Regions from separate parts of the Rattus norvegicus genome. Here region 1 is linked to region 2. Evidence: chromatin contacts called from public Hi-C data. All regions are on one chromosome and are shown on one strand. Each heading gives the region's core, a stretch centred on a gene start, on an enhancer-like site or on the middle of the called end of the contact. The rest is flanking DNA. Distances are from core to core; before and after follow the strand shown. Region 1 holds the start of Lnx2 (ligand of numb-protein X 2). Region 2 holds the start of Urad (ureidoimidazoline (2-oxo-4-hydroxy-4-carboxy-5-) decarboxylase).

Region 1 (3,746 bases), core at 1,090-3,589, 370 kb after region 2:
GCGTGGGTTCGTTTTTGCTTGCCTTTTTATCTTTATAGTCCTTTACGCTGGCCTCAAACTTGACAAGCACATGCTGGCAGACATTCAAGAGCTCATTCAGGCCTTTCTGAAACGGCTCAACAGCTGGAAGTGCACCCCGTGTCTGAATTCGCAAATTAATTTTGCTCTCTGAAGGATGGGTCGTAGTGTAACCACAAAATTCCACTTCCGGGTTCTTCATGATTATGTACCGCAGACAATTTCCTAGTGTATGGTCCTCCTCGTGTAGTACAAATGTCACACACTGTCTATCTGTTCCAGCTGCCTGGACCATTTCCAGGGCTGTCTTCCTCTCGCCTTCAGCCATTGAGGTCTTCAATCCTGATATTTTTCTACACACATATTTTTTTGTGTAAGAATGAGATCATACGGAATATCGTTTTCTGATTAACTCTTAAAGATTCACTGCCTCATTTTCCTGCCTCCACACTTCTAGCCATAAATATTTAACTCGTTTCTCCCTACTTCATTTGACTCCAGCAAGGGGGTGGGTACCACCTCAGAAAAAAAACAAAACAAAAGAAAAACAACCCACGAAGTTAATTGTTTGCAAAAATCTTCGGATAGAGCAAAGAAAGGGGCAGAGTTATAATAGGGTAGGCCCTGCTTTAGATGAAAAGGGAGTTGACAGGCATAAAAAACACGATTACTTTAGCATAAAAATGGCAACCACAAGGTATCAGGGTGGCAGGCTCAGTTACAGCTTCCGTTTGAAAGAGGTAAGGAAACTAAGTGAAAGGAAGTGAAAAGTTTAATAGGAGGGAGAATTTGGCGGACAGAGAGAATTTACGAGCAGTCTGCACAGAGCGGAGTTGCAGTAACTTTAGCTAACTTAACACGCCAGGACCGCCACTCGGGACGGCTGGCCCGGTGCGTGACCTTACACGAGGCAGTTCTAATGAGGGTGGTGGCAGTTTGGGACTTACAGCTGGATTCCCTACCTCTCTCCCATCCCGGATGGCTAGCGTCCCTCTGGGCTTTTCTGTTATAAATGAACCCACGGCTCCTCCCTCTTCCCAACCCGGCCCGCTCTATTCTCTCTCCTCCCTTCCCCAGCGCCTGGGGTCAGGCCTAGCCGCCACGCCGGGCTCAGTCGGCCGCGTGCCCCTTCGCTACCCGCTTCTCTGGCCCGACCCGCCGCCCCACTCCACTCTTTGCCTCCAACCTTACCTCTCCAGCTCCTGATCGTCCTCCATCGCGGGGGGCGGCTCCGGGAAATCCTCAGGTGGCGCTGGCGAAAAGGAAGATCTTCCCCATGTCGCGAAAGGTGCGGGACAAGGCAGGAAGGAAGAAACCACCGACGGAAGGAGCGGATGACGGAAGGAGGGAGGCGGAGCCGCAGCGGCGCGGCAGGGCCCCCTCTGAAGGGCGGGGCTAAAACAGAACCCGCCCCCGACCACGCCCAGGCTCGGGCTGGACCGCTCACCTGGAACTGCGGAAGCCAGGCGGCTGCGGTGCACATTCTGTCCCCGAGTGCTACCGTAGATCACAGGCTTCTCGCCTGTTGCCCCGAGACATCTGCTATTTAGCGTCGGGGTCGGATCTCTGACTTGCTAGAGTCTCGAGGAACGGGACTGCCCCATGGCTGGCTATTCCCGGGACCGGAGTCCTCAGGGGCCTTTCCTGGGGCACCCAGCATATTGCAACCTTGAAAAAGCAGAGAGACTAGTGTGCAGAGGTGACTTTCCTGACGATACTGTGGGCTTTTTATTTTCTCCCAGGGGTGCAAATGTACATCTCCAATAGGTGCAAGGGCAGCGTTTGTCTTTCTTTTGGGAGAGAAGTGAGAGTTTGGAGCACCGCCCTCCTTCCTCCGGAGCTCACGCGGTGGACTTGCAGCTCCTTTTCCCTTTGAACCCAAGGAACCGCCCTTCTCAGGTGCATCCTCTCTTCTCCCACCTGACCCTGGCCAGGCTGGATCCCCGCCCCACCCAGCTGTCCTCTTGCCCTGCACACCTACACGTCAGCCGCCCCGCGCCACCTGTTCTCCCTCAGCCTGGTCCCGCAGCCCTCCCCTCCCTTCAGCTGTCCCACGCCAGGCGCGGCGCTCCAGGGGTGCACGCAGACACTTCCCGAGCGTCTTCTCTGTGTGTCTGAGGGGAGAATCCGGCCGGGAGCGATGGCGGAGGGCGGAACGCGCTCACTCTAACTCGGGAGTGATGAGCAGGGCCGACCCGGCCCCTAGAATTCCTTGATTGGTCGAGCGGCTCCAAGCCCGCTCTTAGTCCCGCCTTCGCCCGCCGTTGATTGGCTCAGGTGCGTGTCGGGTTGGGCCTCTGCGCTCGCCCCCGAGGGGAAAGGCAGCAGGGGCGGTTGAGAAGTAAAGTCTTGGCCGGACTTTGCTTCTCGCCAGGAAATCGGCGGCGGTGAGTCCCGGCAGAGCGGAGCCGGGTAGCGTCCTCGTTAGCGCGCCCGCGGGGAGCCCGCCGCTTTCCGTCAGTGAGTTACTTCGCCTCAGGTGCGGGCGGTGACGGGGTGTGGCGTCAGGGTAGGGGGGACCATCTGGGGAACCGCTGGGGGCCGCGTGGTGTCTGGCCCGGCCCGGTGCGGGTGCAGGTTCCAGGAGACCCGGTGCGGTTCTGCGCGCCTCTCGCTTCTCAAGACATGGACGTTTGAGGACGAGTTGTTGCACTTCGCGTCTGCACGTTGTCGGGAGCTAGAGTGGCGCTAGCCAGCTGCCCTTTGGTTTTGTTCCCTGGAAGGGATGAGCAGAGAGACCCTCCTCCCCGCCCCAGCCTGTTGCGGGGGAAGTCTCACCTTTCTCTTCAGATTTGACATGTTTGGGAGCGTGGGGGTATAATTTCCAAAATATGAATCCCGATTTGGAAGCATTTGCGCACAAAACACCTCTTGGGGAAAAACATCGCTGGCTTTTGAAAGCTTTCTGCCACGTTTCACACAAGGGCTTTTTTTTTTTTTTTTTTAAATGGAGTGTTCTAGTATTTCCGTTTGCATTTAAGATTGTGTGTTTGCCAGGAGCCTAAGGACGCTTCCGCGTGGCTTTTTCGAATCAATTTTTCTTTTCTCTGTAGCCTTGGCCAGCCTGGAACTCAGAGGGATCCACCTCTTTCCTGAGTGCTGTTGGGTTAGAGAGGCGTGCGCCCCACACCCCGCCAATTTTTCTTTAAAAATAAAATCACAGAAACCAATGGCAAGGATAGTTGGAGGATTCTGTGAGCTCCAGTTTATCCAAACTGCCTTCACTTTAAGAATGTCACATTCTTTGTAGTCACAGTACTTAGAAATTGGCCTCCTTCCCAGGACACAATTTGCTTTTTCTCTAGCCTGTACAGTGACACAGCACAGACGAAGTTGGATCTCAGTAGGTCAATCCTGTTTGCTTTGATAGATTTGAACACCCTCCCTCCCCCACACCTTCGGAAAAAAGGACTTTGGCAGGTAAAGAAGGAACCTGGGGGAATCTAGTGTCCTATTTGGCCTGCAGATCATTGTTGAGCCAGAGCTAAGAAGGTTTTGCCATTTTAGCCTGTCCAAATTCCATGTGAGTTTTCCCAAAGGGGTCAAATGTAGGCCAACTCAGAACAGCTCTAGAGTCACATTGCTTTTAATTTAGTCCATCCACTAAGTCTGTGTTCTTTTCCTCTAATCTTCAAGTTTGAGCCTTTTCATTGTATAAACATTTAGCTACTCAGTGTCTACCGCTTTGGCAACTTTGAGGAAAGGGATCATTTCTTGCCCAAAGTTGC
Region 2 (3,963 bases), core at 1,026-3,525:
CCATTTAGTGTTGTTCTTATGAACATGTGTTTAGGGCTGACCACTTGGGATTGAATAGCCTAACACGGGGCTTCTCCACTGAATGCTGAAGACCTATCACGGGGCTCTCCATCGAGTACTGATTCTCTTTCTCTCAGCAGGCCTTGATTGCCTTTACACATAATCAAAATGCAGAGACTAGGAGACTGTAGTGTGCCCAGCCCCAACTGGAACCTCTACAGTGCAATCCCTACACTCAAGGCACGGAAAGACTTTAAGAGCCGGGTGGGGGGTGGGGATGGAGGAATGGGGGCAGGCCATATGAAGGGGGACAGGGAGGAGGGAGGGGGGATGCGATGCGGATATAAAGTGAATAATTAAAACTGTCTGTAACAGGGGTTGGGGATTTAGCTCAGTGGTAGAGCGCTTGCCTAGGAAGCGCAAGGCCCTGGGTTCGGTCCCCAGCTCCGAAACAAAAAAAAAGAGCCAAAAAAAAAACAAAACAAAAAAAAAAAAACCTCCTGTCTGTAACATACCTACATGAGGCAAAACACCAGTGCATATAAAAGAATAAATTATTAAAAAATAATAAATACGTTAATGGGGGGTTGGGGGGGTGGCCGAGAGGACCAGAATGCCTGCTGCTAGAGAGTGCCTTCTAGACAGGAAAGTTTCACCCATCTAATCTCAACAACATGGTTGCCTAGACCTGTATAAAGATACCACCGGCTGACATGCCAGTGTGAATAGGTGAAAGTTCACAAGGTTTCACTCCTCTTTAACATCCTTTAGGAGGAGGGTGTGGCCTGCGGACTAGGGCGACCCCTTCTAGCCGTGCTTTATATTGATTGCACCAGCAGGGGGCGCCCGAGGACTACCGTTTCTAAACAGAGTGTCAAACACCAGGTTTGACCTGTTACTTACTGCCCCTTGGTACCTAGAAAGGCAAACACTGGGCGAAAGGAAAACAAGCCCTCTTTTGGAGATAATTTATCCAGAGTGCGATCGTTTCTGGACTCACGGTGACGAGGGTTTTCCATGCTTGGTCCTAGTCCCACACCAACTCCTGAGATCAGAGCCCCTCTCCTTCCTAGGGCAGTGGGTGCCTTTCTTTGTGACACCTCCCCCTACTCTACCCTCTTGCCCTGGTCTTTCTAATCTTTTCTAGGCGGTTCCTCGTGAAGAACACCACCAGTAACAGCCTTAGCTGAACTCTGCTGCAGTGCTAAATCACTCACCAAACCCATTCTAGGGGAGGAAAAGGTTTATTTCAGCTTATAACTTCTAGGCTGTTGTTGAAGAAGAAGTCAAGGATGAGAACCTCGAGGTAGATTGACTCTCTCTTCTTGGGCACCTACCCTCAGGTGTGTACACATACACAATACACCTTTTTTTTTTTTTTTTAAACAAAAGAAGATAGCACATTCCACCAGAGGCACCTCTCCTGGCCTCGTTTACACTAAGTGTACGTTGTGTTAAGCATTTAGGGTTCAAAGAAAGATTAAAACATGGGACCTGGGCTGGAGAGATGGCTCAGGGATTAAGAGCACTGACTGCTCTTCCAGAGGTCCTGAGTTCAAATCCCAGCAACCACATGATGGCTCACAACCATCTGTAATGGGATCTGTGTGTGTAATTGTATACAAAAATAAATAAATCTTCAAAAAAAAAACCAAAAAAAAAAAACAAAAAAAAAAAAAACATGGGACCTATGCTCTAGAGGCACGGCCAACGACAGATGAGAAATCAACTTCCAAATAGGTGGCCCTGTAACCTGTCTGGATTACCAGGAAAACTTCCCCAGGAGCAACTGAATAGAGTCTGGTTCTATTCCCAGCATCTGCATGGTAACTCTCGACTACCTGTAACTCCAACGTAGCCCAAACCTCTTCCAGCCTCTGCGGGCCTCAGGTCTGCGTGTGGTACACAGATTACAAGCAAGACATAACAGTCATGTTCACAAGATAAGATGTCGGTGACACCAAGTGGCTGTCTCATTAAATATGGCCATAGCTGGCTCTTACTAGAGCAGTGCCTCTGGTGGAGACGTTCGTTCTGCAGAAGTCTCTGCTCTCTTGATCGCAACCATAAGCCCAGGTGGGATATAGCTCAGTGATTGGGTGCTTCTTCAGCACACGTGAGACCCTGGATTCTGTCTCCAGCGTATTACCCCCTACAACCCCCAAAACACTTAAACCTGTGTTTACTCGCTGCAGGAACATTCTGGATAAGCTCCTCCCAGAGGTATTTAAACCAGAGTCAGCTGCCCTTGCACAAGGTCAGCTGTGTCTTCAGCAAATACAACCCATGAGGAGGAGTTAGCGTCGCTCCTGCAGACTCCCCCCAGGCAGGGCAAACAGTGCCTCCAGTCCAGGTGTCAGACATGGACATGAAGAAGGTCAACTCCTTGGACTTCACTGAATTTGTGAGTGTGTTTAGGAACGTCGTTGAAAGATGTCCTCTGGTCGCAGCTGCCGTCTGGTCCCACCGTCCTTTCTCTGGCTTGGAAGACTTAGAAAATCACTTTTTTGCTTTTATCGATGCTCTCCCAAAATCAGGTAAGATGTGCATGAAGTCGTTTCCAATAGGGTATGTAAAAGTATTTTAGATTACGTTAGCTGACTTACTCAATTATCTACTGGGTTTTTGGAAGGGTCAGGAGATATCCTTTCAACTGCTGGGCTCTTGAAGGTGGACACAAGAATGTGAGGGACAAGATAAGATGGTCGACGGCAGTGGAGGCGGGGGGTGTGTGTGTGTGTGCATTGCAGTCTCTGAGTTGGAGTCCAGCCTGATCTAGAGCGAGTTCCAGGACAGCCAGGGCTACTGGAGGTCACAGGAACGGGGCGAAGGCCTTGGTGAGTCAGAAGCTAAAGGTCCACTTTGGCAATGCTCTAGATGAAAGAGGGTAGTGAGAATATCCCAGCACCCCAGAGAGGAATGGAGACCCTGAATGGTTTTTATCAAAAGGGGGGGGGGGCAGCAGTTTGGACCAGACAAGGAAAGATCCCAAGACTCTTCGCAGAAAGAAGAAACGTTGAAGCAAAGCGATGTTTTCTGGGGAGAATGAGCGAGAACTGAGGCGTATTGGTCCGTGGGGCGAAGAGGAGGCAGAAGTTTATACTGGGTGGCACAGAGGCCAGAGGTCCAAAGGTACACAGTCCCTGCTCAAAGCCTACTCTGGCTTCAGAGAATAAGTCTGACATGCCCTTGGGGAACAAAGACAGGGGCAGGGGGTCCCCTATCCTTGAGACTTGACTTTAAGCAGGACCTGTGGTCTCCTGACAGAGCAGGCACTCACAGCTGTGTTCAATATGGCTATGATGACATCTTGTGGCTTCTGGATGTCCTCCTATGAGGACTTACCTAAGAAGACCAGAGGGCAAGGTTATGAAATCAAACTGAGGACTGAGGAGGTGGCTCAACAGTTAGGAGCACTGGCTGCCCTTCCAGAGGACCAGAGATCAATTTTAAGCACCCACATAGATACTCAACAAAGAAAGGCCTCCAACTCCAGGATCTGAGCTCGCGCTATGACCCGCCCCTAAACACCAAGGACACATGTGGGGCATAGACATACATGCAACCAAAACACTCAAACATATGAATTTTAAGTGTGTGCGTGTGTGTGAAACCAAAGCCCAGCATAGTGGCCTCGCCTGTGCTCAGGAGGCTAAAATAGAAAGATCCTTATGAGTTGTTTGAGGACATCTACAGTGACAGTCTCGGCAAATAAGCAACTGTACCAACATCAAATTGACAGAAGTGGGGGCTGGAGAGATGGCTCAGTGGTTAGAGCACTGACTGCTCTTCCAGAGGTCCTGAGTTCAATTCCCAGCAACCACATGGTGGCTCACAACCATCTATAAAGAGATCTGATGCCCTCTTCTGATGTATCTGAAGACAGCTACAGTGTACTTATATATAATAAATGAATAAATCTTTTAAAAAAATTGACAGAAGTGTGGGGCACATCGTGACAGT

Evidence for each region. A called contact is a pair of places that touch in the nucleus more often than the background predicts.
Region 1: a contact with region 2 is called in a Hi-C map of liver, with 4 times the contacts expected there. The contact joins the promoter of Lnx2 here to the promoter of Urad in region 2. A contact is called at or near these places in 2 of 12 Hi-C or Micro-C datasets (kidney and liver).

Annotation. Positions count from the first base shown.
Region 1 is chr12:13,116,800-13,120,545 of GRCr8, forward strand. Lnx2 (ligand of numb-protein X 2) reads left to right here and starts at 2,340. Exons shown (of 10, transcript NM_001108329.1): 1 at 2,340-2,478. It overlaps Polr1d (RNA polymerase I and III subunit D), which reads right to left and starts at 1,270. Exons shown (of 3, transcript NM_001037787.1): 1 at 1,210-1,270. The coding sequence starts at 1,235.
Region 2 is chr12:12,743,113-12,747,075 of GRCr8, forward strand. Urad (ureidoimidazoline (2-oxo-4-hydroxy-4-carboxy-5-) decarboxylase) reads left to right here and starts at 2,276. Exons shown (of 2, transcript NM_001398881.1): 1 at 2,276-2,537. The coding sequence starts at 2,363.